3 separate regions of the Mus musculus genome follow, and regions 1 and 2 are each linked to region 3. The links are chromatin contacts, called in public HiChIP or PLAC-seq and promoter capture Hi-C maps. All regions are on one chromosome and are shown on one strand. The core of a region is the stretch at or near the end of the contact, and the rest is flanking DNA. Distances in the headings are between cores, read along the strand shown. Region 1 holds the start of Urod (uroporphyrinogen decarboxylase). Region 2 holds the start of Trabd2b (TraB domain containing 2B). Region 3 holds the start of Mob3c (MOB kinase activator 3C).

Region 1 (3,900 bases), core at 755-3,254, 1.2 Mb after region 3:
GGGTCACCACACCATGAGGAACTGTATTAAAGGGTCACAGTATTAGGAAGGTTGAAAACCACTTAGATACTCTAACCAGATCATTGGAGGAAAAGTAACATCCCTGCTTTCTCCAGTTTGGGAAACCATTTACCTATTTGTCCCTAAAGACTCACCTGAGCACCAGCAGCCACTTGTCCTATTAGGTATGGGACCAGAACATCAGTGAGTATGCCAAGCAGCTTGTGACTGGCCTGTGGCCTTTGGTAGAGCCATCGTTTGGCCTGAGCCATGGTGCTTGAACTGCCGCCTTCAACCATGTATGTCATTAGGGTCCACTACAAAAAGATGAGGACGGCAGACACAGGATCCCTTGTCTATTCCAGACCTAGGAGCCTGACCTCTCCATGCTCCCATCCACACCCCTGGCCGCATTACCGGAGCACCAGCAAAGCCAATTAGTGGCACACGTCCGGCCAGCCGTTGTCGAGTAAGGGTGATGGCTTGGAACACATAGCCTAACTCTGAAGCCGCTGCTGCTGGATCCCGTAGACGCTCTAAGTCCCGCTCTTCTCTTAATGGCTCTGGAAAGCTGGGTCCTTTGCCAGGTACCATGGTCACCTCCATGCCCAATGCCTTAAGGGGGATAAAATATATGGGTACACAGCCTGGAACTCAGAGGTTTCTGTTCAACGTATGCAACAAAGAAAAGACTAAAACCTCCTGCAAACTCCATCCCTAGCGTTTGCCGCTTCCCCGTTATGTATTTAAACCTGACAAGACAGAGGATTTCCAATGAGTGCCTTCCTCCCTCTCCCCTCTTTTTTTAAAGTCCACAATCCAGGATCAGGATTGAGTACCTGGGGTACAACAAGGATGTCAGAGAAAATTATGGCAGCATCCAGAGGAAACCTTCGTAGTGGCTGCAGGGAATAGCAAGTAGGTTAGTAAGGAGACACACTGGGGGCATGAACCCCACCCTGGTTCGTGGGGCCCTCACCTGTAGAGTCAGTTCACAGCAAGCCTCGGGAGATCGGCAGGTGCTGAAGAAGTCCTGGGCAGCCCTGGTTTCCCTAAACTCTACAAGGGGAGATGGAGGACAGGACTCAGCCACAAGGTCTTCCAAAGTTACTATCTTCTCCTATCTTCACCATCTAGAATTTCAGGTTTTATCTAGACCACAGCTTTGCCCCTGACCTGGTAAGTAGCGGCCTGCCTGTCTCATGCACCAAACGGGAGTATAGTCTGTTTCCTCTCCCCAGGCTGCTCTCAGGAACGTGTCATTCTTCAGCTCCGGGAAATTCTGGAGTCTGGAGATCAGGTGAAAGGTACAGGTAGGAGTAAATGTCATTATGCTAGACTGGGATTCGGGGAGGGCACCGGTCCAGTCAGGCCGTTATCTGCCTACTCCAGACCAGCTTGCAAACCATGGCTCCCCGCCCACCGCCTCCCCTCTATCAAGTGGCGCACAAGCTCCCAGGAGGAGGGCCCCACTAGGGCCTCTTTCCTACACATTTGTCCACTTTCCCAAACTCAAAGAAACTGGAGGGACTAGAGAAGTGGAATGAAGATCCAGTAAGGGGATTAGGGGAAAGGAGTTAATTTGGGGAACCGAGCGGCAAGCATGAGAAGCTGGGATCCCCAAAACGAGAAAGGATCAAAGCTGATGGTCCCAGGTGCTAGTTAGAAGTTCTGAGTCACCTCGAAAGAAAGTCTCGGGACGCAGTCCCGCACGGTAGTCCCTGGAATGGAGACTGCGGGAAGAGGGGGGGGCAGGGAGCGGGAAAGGTTCTGTTCCATGACTGCAAGATTTGGAATCTCAGCGACTTGGGTTCAGACTTGGAGAGCTCCAATAAAAATAAGAGTTTAAGGACATATCCCTGAATTGGAAGACTCGGATCAGAAAGTAACGTAGCCACAAGCGCGTGCAGCAGAAAACTCACCCGAACCCGTTCGCCTCCATGGTAAACAGTAACTGAGCGGTCTCCGCTTTAATCTGAGGCTCCGCCCCGACACCCCAGTCCCCGCCCCTTCCTGAAGAGAACCCTGGGCGGCGCCATATTGAGAACCACGTGACCGATCCAGTGACAGCTGTGGGGCTGCCCTCCCTGCTGCCCGTAGGACCCAAACAATTTTTTACCGTAAAGTCCACTGTTGCGACGCAGTAGCAAATGCCCCAAAGAAATGACTTCCCAATACATGTTAAAACTTTTCTCATCTGTGGTATAGAAGACTTAGTACAAGCCTCGCTCTCACTCCAGTCCATGAGTCTCACAATGTCGTCTAGCTGTATAGAAACCGAAGATTTTAGGCTCTACATTTACACTACTAACCAATTTGTAGAAGTGGTAAGAGTGCTGAGCAGGACAGGAACTGCTCTAGCAATCGTCTAGGAAGCCAAAATCGCATTTAAGTGGGCAACGATTATTAGTCTCCTGGAATTAGAAACAACAAATAGCATCTATCCAGAACGATTGTACATTCCTATCAGTGACTGGAAAAGGGGTCATTCTACCAAACATTTTAGTCACACGCCCCCTAGGATAGTTGAACAATTTTTATAAGATTTCTCAAGCCTGGTGTGGTGGCTCACGCTTTCAATCCCAGCAGTCGGATGGTAGAGGTGCGAGGATCTTTGAGTTTGAGGCTAACCTGATCTACAGACTGTAGTGAGTTCCAGGACAGCCAGGACTACACAGAGAAACAAAACAACACAATAACAACAAAAAGATTTCTTCAAATGTAATATTCGTTGGGGACGGGGAGACAAAGACAGGACTCCAAATCATCAGAGTGGGTCGAATAAAGACTGAACAAGGATAGTAGCACTCGGTGGCGGGTTACAAAATAGGAACACCTGACACTATGGTGGTAATAGGTTGTGCATTTAATCTAAAACATACGGTAAGGTAGGGTGGGAGGTGGGGCCGGGTGTGGTGGGAAGCTCTGCTTGCTGTCCCCTGGCTGCGGCCGGCCAGGGTTTCCCTGGACGAGTCTCACTTCAGCGGCTTCGCTATGGCCGGCCCTGGCCCCGGCGCGGCGCTTGAGTCCCCGCGGCAGCTCCTGGGTCGCGTGCGCTTCCTGGCGGAGGCGGCGCGGAGCCTCCGGGCCGGGCTGCCACTGCCTGCGGCGCTAGCTTTCGTGCCGCGGGAAGTGCTCTACAAGCTGTACAAGGACCCGGCGGGACCCTCGCGCGTGCTGCTGCCCGTGTGGGAAGCAGAGGGCCTGGGGCTGCGTGTGGGAGCCGTGGGCGCTGCCCCGGGCACAGGCTCTGGACCCCTGCGCGCCGCCCGTGACAGTATCGAGCTCCGGCGCGGCGCCTGTGTGCGCACCACTGGCGAGGAGCTGTGCAACGGCCACGGGCTCTGGGTGAAGTTGACCAAGGTGCGCCCCGGATGGCAGGGACCCCACAAAAGACCCCCTGGATCTAGCCAGAGCCCTGGTTGTTCCGCCCCCTTATCCCATAATGAGCTGGCATTGCTTTCCGTGCTCTTTGCCCCGGGCTGGGCTGGGCGAGCAATTGAGTTGATTTCTGTCCCCATCTGACTCGTCCCTGCAGGAGCAGCTGGCCGAACACCTGAGTGACTGTAGTCTGGACGAAGGCTGGCTTCTAGTGTGTCGACCAGCAGAGGGCGGAGCCCGCCTTGTACCTATTGACACTCCCGACCACCTGCAGCGGCAGCAGCAGCTATTTGGCGTGGACTACCGGCCGGTGCTCAGGTCCTGCAACTCAAAGGACGCTATTTGGTGTCTGGCGGATGCGGAGGGTTTCGAAACACAACCAAAATCTAAACCTTGGGTTGTGTGAGAGAGAGAGATTTGGGTGGAGGTGGGGTAAGAACTGGCAGAGATGAGACCTGAAGGGGGATGAGGCTTCTAGGCTTGGAGCTAGAACTCCAAGGCTCCAGATCCTGAAGGTGG
Region 2 (3,921 bases), core at 1,070-3,569, 1.4 Mb before region 3:
AGAGGCAAGTCATTCTGCTTCACTCACACTTTGAGCCTTCCTTTCTCTAGTGGTTCCATGTGCAACCGAGGCAGGAGTGGAGAGAGGGGAGGAGGGCCCTTAGCTGGGAGCCAAAAGGCCTAGGATCAGGCCTTGGCTTCCACTGGCCACTCTGCCTCTACTTTGTTCCCTCAATCATGAGCCCTGTAAGTAAAGATATAACCTAGCCACTTGCAAATTTGAATCTTGGAGTATCTTCCCATGACTGTATACATACAAAGGCATGCTCTCAGGCCTGGCATGATGACACAGGTTCTGGCCATCTGCTTTCTGTAGGCAGTCCCTTGAAGGCCCTTTTATCCCACTTTTATACCTTGGCAGCAGGTGATCCATCTGCTTCACTCCCTCCTCCTCCTCCTCCTCCTCCTCCTCCTCCTCCTCCTCCTCCTCCTCCTTCTTCTTCTTCTTCTTCTTCTTCTTCTTCTTCTTCTTCTTCTTTTTTCAAGACAGGGTTTCACTGTATAGCCCTGGCTGTCCTGGAACTCACTTTGTAGACCAGGCTGCCCTCTGCCTCCTGAGTGCTGCTGGGATTAAAGGCATGCGCCACCACACCCGGCCACTTCACTCCCTTCTATTAGCTACTGCTGATTTAAAGATCTTAAAGATCATCTCCTAGGGCTTTGCCCTGACTCCAGGGCACCTCTGATATACCTCAAAGTGCCTACCCATAGCCTGTCCTGCTGACTGCTTATGCTCACTAGGCCTCGCAGATCTGCTCTGAGAAACTCACCCATATCCCCAAATTTGTCTCAGCCTGACTTCCACCTCTTAGCCTGAGGTCCATTGAGCCTGCCTCAGGAACCCTTCCTCTGCCTGCCTTTTCTTGGTCTTCTGCTATGATTGTATTTTAATTGTCTACTTGCATATCTCATCATGTCTGTCAGCTATAGACTTCTGATAATATCACACAATTTATCTTTAACCTCCAATATCAGGATAGAGTCTTAGCAAATCTTGTTTAACAACAGCGGTGTGTGTGTGTGTGTGTGTGTGTGTGTGTGTGTACACCCAGAGAAACAGACAGGAGAATGACTGACTGAATGGAGCTTCCAAGGAATTCTAATTGTTTTATGTTCTTTAGACATGTTTTAATTTAATGTAGTGGGTCTTTGCAGAGTGCCTAGGAACACATGTGGTGGTGTTAGGCACAGCAGCATGACAAAACGTTGTAAGCAAATACCACGTTTTCTGGATCTCCAGTGACCATCTCATTCTCCGATATACCTCGAAGTGCCTACACAAATCCTGTCCTGTTAACTGCTTACTCTCGCCAGGCCTCGCAGATGTGCTCTGAGAAACTGGCCCATGTTCCCAAATTTGTCTCAGCCTGACCATTGGACTTCCACCTTAACCCAAGGTCCACTGAGCCAGACGCCCTCTGGCGGTAGCGCTCAGGAGCTACATCCCGGCGCAGAGCTGGAGAGAGGAGAGGAAAGGAGAGGGAGGAGGGAGGAGGCGCAGGCAGGGGAGGAGAGGAAAAAGTTGCGCTGGGAAGTTTGGAAAGTTGGGAAGTGGCTGCTGCGGGCTTCGCCTCCCTCCGCGCGCGTGCGAGGGAACGAGCGAGAGAGCGAGCGCGGAGCCAGCGAGCGCCTGCCATGCCCGGCAGACCCCGCCTCGCCGCGCCCGGGCGCCGAGCTCGCTCCGACTCCCTGCGGCCCGGCCCGGCCCGGCCCGCCGCGGCCCCGGCCCCCCGCCTCCCGCGCCGGGTCCTCCCCTCCCCCGCCCGGCGGCCCCAGCCCCCCGCCCGGCCCGGCTCCGCGCCGCTCTCCCGCCCTCCTCTCTCCCTCCCTCCCGGCCGCGGAGCAGCATGGCGGAGCCCGGGCAGCGGCCGCGCGGCCGCCCGCCGCCCCTCTGAGCCGGGCTCGGGGGCAGCCCGGCACCTCAGAGCAGACCCCCGCCCCGCCGCGCCCTCTGCCGCACTTGTCCCACTGCGCGCCCCCTGGAGCGCCGCGCACCCCTGGGACCCTTGCGCGCCCCGGGTGCCCAGCATAACCCGAGTTCCCCCGCTCACCCTGGAATCTCAGGACTGCCCCAGGAGCCCCGCGTACCCCTGGACCCTGACGCGGCTCCGGGACCCCCACGCGCTCTAGGACCCCTGCGCGCTCTCAGAATTCCGGGGCTCGGCCAACCCGGCTGCGCGCCCTGGTGAGGGGCCCCGCCCCAGAGGATCCCCCTCTTCCAACAGACCGGAGCCCCGCCCCAGAGAGACCCCCAGGTCCGACAGGGACATCCAGCCACGCCCCAGCGGGCTCCCAGCATCTCGCGCCTGGAGCCCTGTGCTCCAGAAGATCCTCGGTGCCCAGCTGGGGGCTCCCCGCCCTGCTGAGGGGGCGCTGCCCAAGAGGGACCCCCGCGTCCCGCGGGCCCCGGCAGGATGCACGCCGCCCTGGCGGGGCCGCTGCTAGCCGCCCTCCTTGCCACCGCCCGCGCCCGTCCGCAACCCCCCGACGGAGGACAGTGCCGGCCGCCTGGATCGGTGAGCGAGCACCAGCCCTGCCACTCTCCCGCCTGCCTGGACACTCCAGCCTGAGGGGCCAGGGTTTGGGACCAGCCTTCTCCATTCAGCCCACTCGCTCCACCTCCGCCCTCTGGGCACAGCCTGGGCTCCCTTCCCTAGCATCTGTCCTCCCGGACTCCAAGTCTGAGCCCAGCCCAGATGGTTCCTTCTCCACTCGCGGACAGTTTCCCCTAGACTTTTGGTCTTGGTTGGATGGATCCCCTCTCTGTGTCCGCTTCTAACTCTCCTGTCTTTTATCCTACCTTTACCCTTTGGTTGCCTTCTTCTGACTTCATCTTCCCAACACCTAGTACCCTTTTCTACACCCTGACTTCCAACCCTTTTGCTGTTTCATTCACACAGTGCCCCAGGCCAGGCATCCCTCCCTCTCCTTGACCCTTTTTCTGACCTAAGGCTGGATCCTCCAACCCTGGTGCTCATTCTCACTCCTCTCCCTCTGTACCCCAGACCCTACCCAGTACCGATTGTCCCAAATGCCCCTGTTTCCTGAAAAGGGTAAGATATCATAGGAGAGAAACGGAAATGACAGGATGAACTTGCTTGTCTAATATTTTCCTAAGGGCACCAAGTAATTATTGCTTCTCCCAACTTTCCTCTCCAAACCCGGCATCTCTTGATATTTTTTCCTGCAATGCCCTTATCTTCAAATATAGATTAATGCGTTGGCAATCATCCTGAACTAGATGCCAGGAGACGAGAATACTGTTGCAGGATCTTCCTGTGCTACCCTATTAGCAGGGCATAGGTTGGCCTTGGGCAAGGTGCACAGCTAGCAGTCTGCCTTGTGCAAGAAACCAGCTGGATAGCTGGTAGGCACTGTCTATTGTGCATTCACATTTGTAAGGTTTGTTGGTAAACTATGGTTCTGTGTCCACCACCCACAATAAATACTTTTCATTTGTGCCAGAATCAGGGAGGAATATGTTATGAGTTGACCTAAAGTTTGTTAAGTGGTCAGTGGTCACTCCAGGGACTTTTCTAGATGGAAACTGACTTTGCTTGGGAGATAGTCCCCTACTCCTGTTTCTTTCCAAATCCTAATTGATACTGGAAAAAACAACCATAGTGTGTGCCTAGGTCACAGACAAAGACAGACTTGGAAATGGAGAGCTAGGCTCACCTTTTTGGTGGGGGGAGTTTAGAAAGCACCCAGAATATGTATGCTTCCTGGGGTTAATTCTATGAAATCCTCTCCTCCCACACCAGCAACTGAGACTTGCTTTGGCTTTGCAAGATTTTAAAACCCTTTCTCACCTATGGTCTCAGTGAGTGGAGCAAAGTAGCTAACACCCGTGACCTGCCCTCCAAGAAGAAAGCCTTACCCACCCGATGAACGGGAAGGAGCTGCTGAAATAGGTGTGCTA
Region 3 (3,857 bases), core at 548-3,047:
GAAGATAGAGAGAAGCCCCTAGTCAAAGATGAGTCCTCAGTTCTAACCTAAAATTCTTTTTTAAAGAGGATTTATTTACTTTATGTATATGAGTACACCATTGCTCTTTCCAAACACACCAGAAAAGGGTGTCAGATGGTTTTGAGCCACCATGTGGTTGCTGGGAATTGAACTCAGGACCTCTGGAAGAGCAGTCAGTGCTCTTAACGGCTGAGCCATCTATCCAACCCCTAACCTAAAATTCTTAAGGATCTAAGTGTGTTCTCATGTGGTTGAGAAAGCAGACCCAGAGCCAGGGAATCCAATGGAGCAGTTGTGTCTCAGTATAAAGCCTCAGGCTCCAATGTCTCCGCAGTCACTCCTTCTCGCTTTCATGTCCTCCGGGATGTCTTCGGCAGCCCAGCTGCCTGCCTTGGCCTTCTGTGGTACTTACTTTTTATGCTGTAACAAAATACTAAGGAAAAGCTTTTTGTTTTGGCTCACAGTTTGAGAGTGCAGTCCACCATGGTAGGGAAAGTATGTCAAGACAGGCTCTAAGCTGTGACAGCAAGAGTCTGGAACAGTGGTGAAGAAATGGAGGTGGATGGACACCTGTGCTCTATTGGCTCCCCCACCCTCACCCACCTTTCTGTTAGTTTAGTTCAGGATGGCAGGAGACACATTCAAGGAGAGCCAGTCCTCCTCAGTTAAACAACCCCTTGGGAATACACACTCCCAGAGAGGCGACTCCTTGGTAGTTCCGAAGCTAGTGAAGCTAACAATGAAGGTTAACCATAGCACTCACCTAGTAGAACTCTGTCTTCAACCTCCTCACCCTAGGCAGATCCTGCAGACAGGTTCCTGGGGCCAAGCCATGGTATGCATTGAGCACTGATGTGGGATAGCAGCCTGTTTCCAGGGGAGGAATCTAGGTAGAAGAGTGGGTAGTGTAGATCAAGTATGCAAAGGTTTGGAGCCAGATGGAACAGGCTGGGAGAGAAGCCATTCTAAAGAACAACAGAGACAAAGGAAGATAGGAAATGGGTAACTTTGGATGGTGTGAGAGTCTACAGAACCAGAACCAGGTGCAAGGAAGGCGAGGTCTTCTTTGAACATTCTTTGGGAATGTTTCTGTCTGGACTGACCCAGTCCACGGCTCCCATACGTGTGCTATTCATTTAAGTGTTTGGTTGTTTTGGTTTGGTTTGGTTTGGTTTTGGTTTTGGTGTTTTGTTTTGTTTTGTTTTGTTTTGTTTTGTTTTGTTTTGTTTTTAAGAGAGAGAGAGACCATCTTACCACCTAGCCCTGGCTAGCCTGGCTGGCTAGCAGCCTGGAACTCAAAGATTTGCCTGCCTCTACCTCGCTAGTGTTGAAATTAAAGACATGCGCCATCCACCAGCAGCAGCCTCCAGTGGTGGGTTTTGAGTTGCTCTGTATGGCAGTGGACTGAAGCTGAACACATTGGCTGCTAGGAACTTTTATTGAATTCAAAGACAAGTGAAGCTCAGATAACTGCAGGAGGGCTAGGAAACCATTCAAACCACAGCGGTTTTTCTTTCTGCTTCAGGCGGAAGCTAAACTTGTTCCCATTCTACAGCCTATGAATCTGAGGCTATCTCCTTAGGGAAGATCCAGGCGGTCCTTTGGGGCGGCTCCTCAGTTAGTCCTTTGCCCTCGGGGAGACAGCGAGCCCGATCGGACTTCCCACTTCCCGGAAAGGCTAAAGAGAAGAGTAAGTATCCTGGGACGGGGGAGTCCCTTTCCCCGCCCCTCCCCGCCCCGTGGCCGCGGCGTGGCTGAGCCTGGGGCGGAGCTGGCGTCTCCTCGAGCACTGGCGGCGGGACGGCGGCCGCGGCCCAGATCAGACTGGTGGGTAGACGCTGAGACCCGCACGGCGGGATCACAGGCCGGAGGACGACCGGCGCGTTGCGGTGTGGCCGCAGGGACAGAGACCCGGAGCTGTCCACTCAGGCGGAGCGGGTGAGTGAGCGCCGCGTCTCCGCGCCCCCCAGGGCCCAGTCTTGCTTCCACTTTTAGTTCTTCTTGGTCCTCGCGTGGCACCTTCTGGAAGCGACTCCGGCCCAAAAGCAGGCTGGCCACAGTCCTCAGCCCAGGGTCCGAGGCTCTCAGTGTCCGAAGTCCGGGGTGGGGGTGGCGGTAGCTGGCGGTGGTGGGGGGCGTGTCTTCAGGAGCGGAAATGTCAGGCTGGCTCCTCTGGGTCCTAGGACCTGTTTGGCCCTAACAGCTGAAGCTAAGGGGAGGTTCTTAGGAGCTCGCGGGAGGTAGGGGCGGGTCTGGCTGGACAGCGCTGCGTCTGTCGCTCCCTCTTTCTCTGAGAATCTCAAACTTAGATCTTGTCCCGCAGGGCGTGCTAGGCTAGATTCTGAGTTCAAACTGGGACCATCTTCTGGCTGATTCTAAGCCAGACTAAGGAAGGAGCAGGTGTGTCCCTGGCAGGGGACGAGGTAAGACAAACAGGCAGTGTCAGTCAGCCTGTGCTCTTCATCTAGGAAGATTAAATGCTTGGTCACGGAGTAAGCAAACCACTGACCACCTACCTAGTAATTAAAGTGGGGGGTCCACAGGGAAGAGGAAGAGAGGCTCCGTGTGAGGCTGGGAGAGGATAGTGCTAACAGACGGGATGCCCTCTTAGCTTACCTTCCGTACTCACCTCCAAGTTTACTCTTTCTAGGAAAAGTCCTGGGGCCTAAAGTTCTATACTAAGGAGGTGGGGCCTCTCTACTCCCTTCCTTCACAATTATCTATATCAGGCCAGTGGCCAGACAGCAGGAAAGGGACACTTTGTACCTTGTCATAGGCTGAGTCCCTTTTTATACCAGTCCCCTACTTCTAACTTGCTGTGCAAATTCAGGCTCCTCAAATCCTCCTCCTAGGCCTCAGTTTCGCCATCTGTTCATGTGGGACGTACCACTTGACCTCTCAGCTATCCCAACGTGTGTGTGTATGTGTGTGTGTGTGTGTGTGTGTGTGTGTGTGTGTGTGGTGCTGTGGGTATATGAAGATGGGCATGCAGAGATGGAGGCCCAGAGCTGATATCAGTTCTTTCCCCCTCACTTTTCATTTATTGAGAGGCAAGATTTACTTTCAAAACTTAATTACATTTATTTATGTGTGTCCACACACTTGCTCATGCATGCACGTATGAGCTCGGGAACACACACATTTATGTGCGCATTACAGTGCACATGTGGAGGTCAGAGACAGTTTGTGGGAGTGCTCTCCTTCCACCATGTTGGTCCCAAGAATCAAACTCAGGCAAGTTTACCCACTGAGACATCTCCCCAGCCAACTCTAAGACTCTAGAGTCTAAGCTAAAGCCTAGCCACCAACTTAAGTCCTGACGGAGAGGGGTAGGAACAAGCAGTCAGAGAAGCCACACACAAGGTTGGGATCTGGAGGAAGCTGCCAAAGAAGGGATCATTCGGTCAGATAGAAAGAGAAAACAGAAACTGACCAGCAAAAGACACACAGGCAGGACAGTGAGGACATGTTTAGGGATCAAGAAGAATCCCAGGGTGGCTGCTGGAGGCCGGTGGGTCAGGAAAGGTAGGCTGTGGAATTGAAAGGCAGAGTGAGAGAATCTGTAACAATCAATCAGTAATGGGGAGGCCAAAGGAAAGCGGAGGCCTCAGAAATGCCTTATCCCCTCCCTTTCTTCCCCAGTCCTGCCCCAGCAGTTATCAATGAAAAAGGAAACTTGCTTCAAAGTTGAGTCAGAGGCAGTCAGAGGTAAGGATAAGCTTTCTCTGCCACTGTCTCAAGCCTCATTCAGTGTGAGGCTCAGGGCTCAGACTAACCAGGGCTGGGGGCAAGCCAGAATTTAGCATGGAACTTGAGCTTAGTTTATAAGTCTGTGT

What was found. HiChIP or PLAC-seq counts read pairs in DNA pulled down with a chosen protein or histone mark. Capture Hi-C pulls out chosen DNA fragments and counts their contacts.
Region 1: a contact with region 3 is called in a promoter capture Hi-C map of liver, with 4 times the contacts expected there. The contact joins the promoter of Urod here to the promoter of Mob3c in region 3. A contact is called at or near these places in 3 of 39 promoter capture datasets (liver and pre-B cells) and 1 of 9 other capture datasets (liver).
Region 2: an H3K27ac HiChIP or PLAC-seq map of embryonic stem cells shows a contact between it and region 3, with 4 times the contacts expected there. The contact joins the promoter of Trabd2b here to the promoter of Mob3c in region 3. A contact is called at or near these places in 2 of 39 promoter capture datasets (cranial neural crest and hippocampal neurons) and 1 of 115 datasets of contacts at active chromatin or transcription factors (embryonic stem cells).

Annotation. Positions count from the first base shown.
Region 1 is chr4:116,992,409-116,996,308 of GRCm38.p6, forward strand. It overlaps Urod (uroporphyrinogen decarboxylase), which reads right to left and starts at 2,005. Exons shown (of 10, transcript NM_009478.4): 1 at 1,923-2,005; 2 at 1,177-1,289; 3 at 980-1,059; 4 at 840-902; 5 at 418-615; 6 at 156-317. The coding sequence starts at 1,942. Hectd3 (HECT domain E3 ubiquitin protein ligase 3) reads left to right here and starts at 2,926. Exons shown (of 21, transcript NM_175244.4): 1 at 2,926-3,363; 2 at 3,539-3,699. The coding sequence starts at 2,995.
Region 2 is chr4:114,404,405-114,408,325 of GRCm38.p6, forward strand. It overlaps Trabd2b (TraB domain containing 2B), which reads left to right and starts at 2,320. Exons shown (of 7, transcript NM_001085549.1): 1 at 2,320-2,515. The coding sequence starts at 2,414.
Region 3 is chr4:115,826,283-115,830,139 of GRCm38.p6, forward strand. Mob3c (MOB kinase activator 3C) reads left to right here and starts at 1,798. Exons shown (of 4, transcript NM_175308.5): 1 at 1,798-1,959.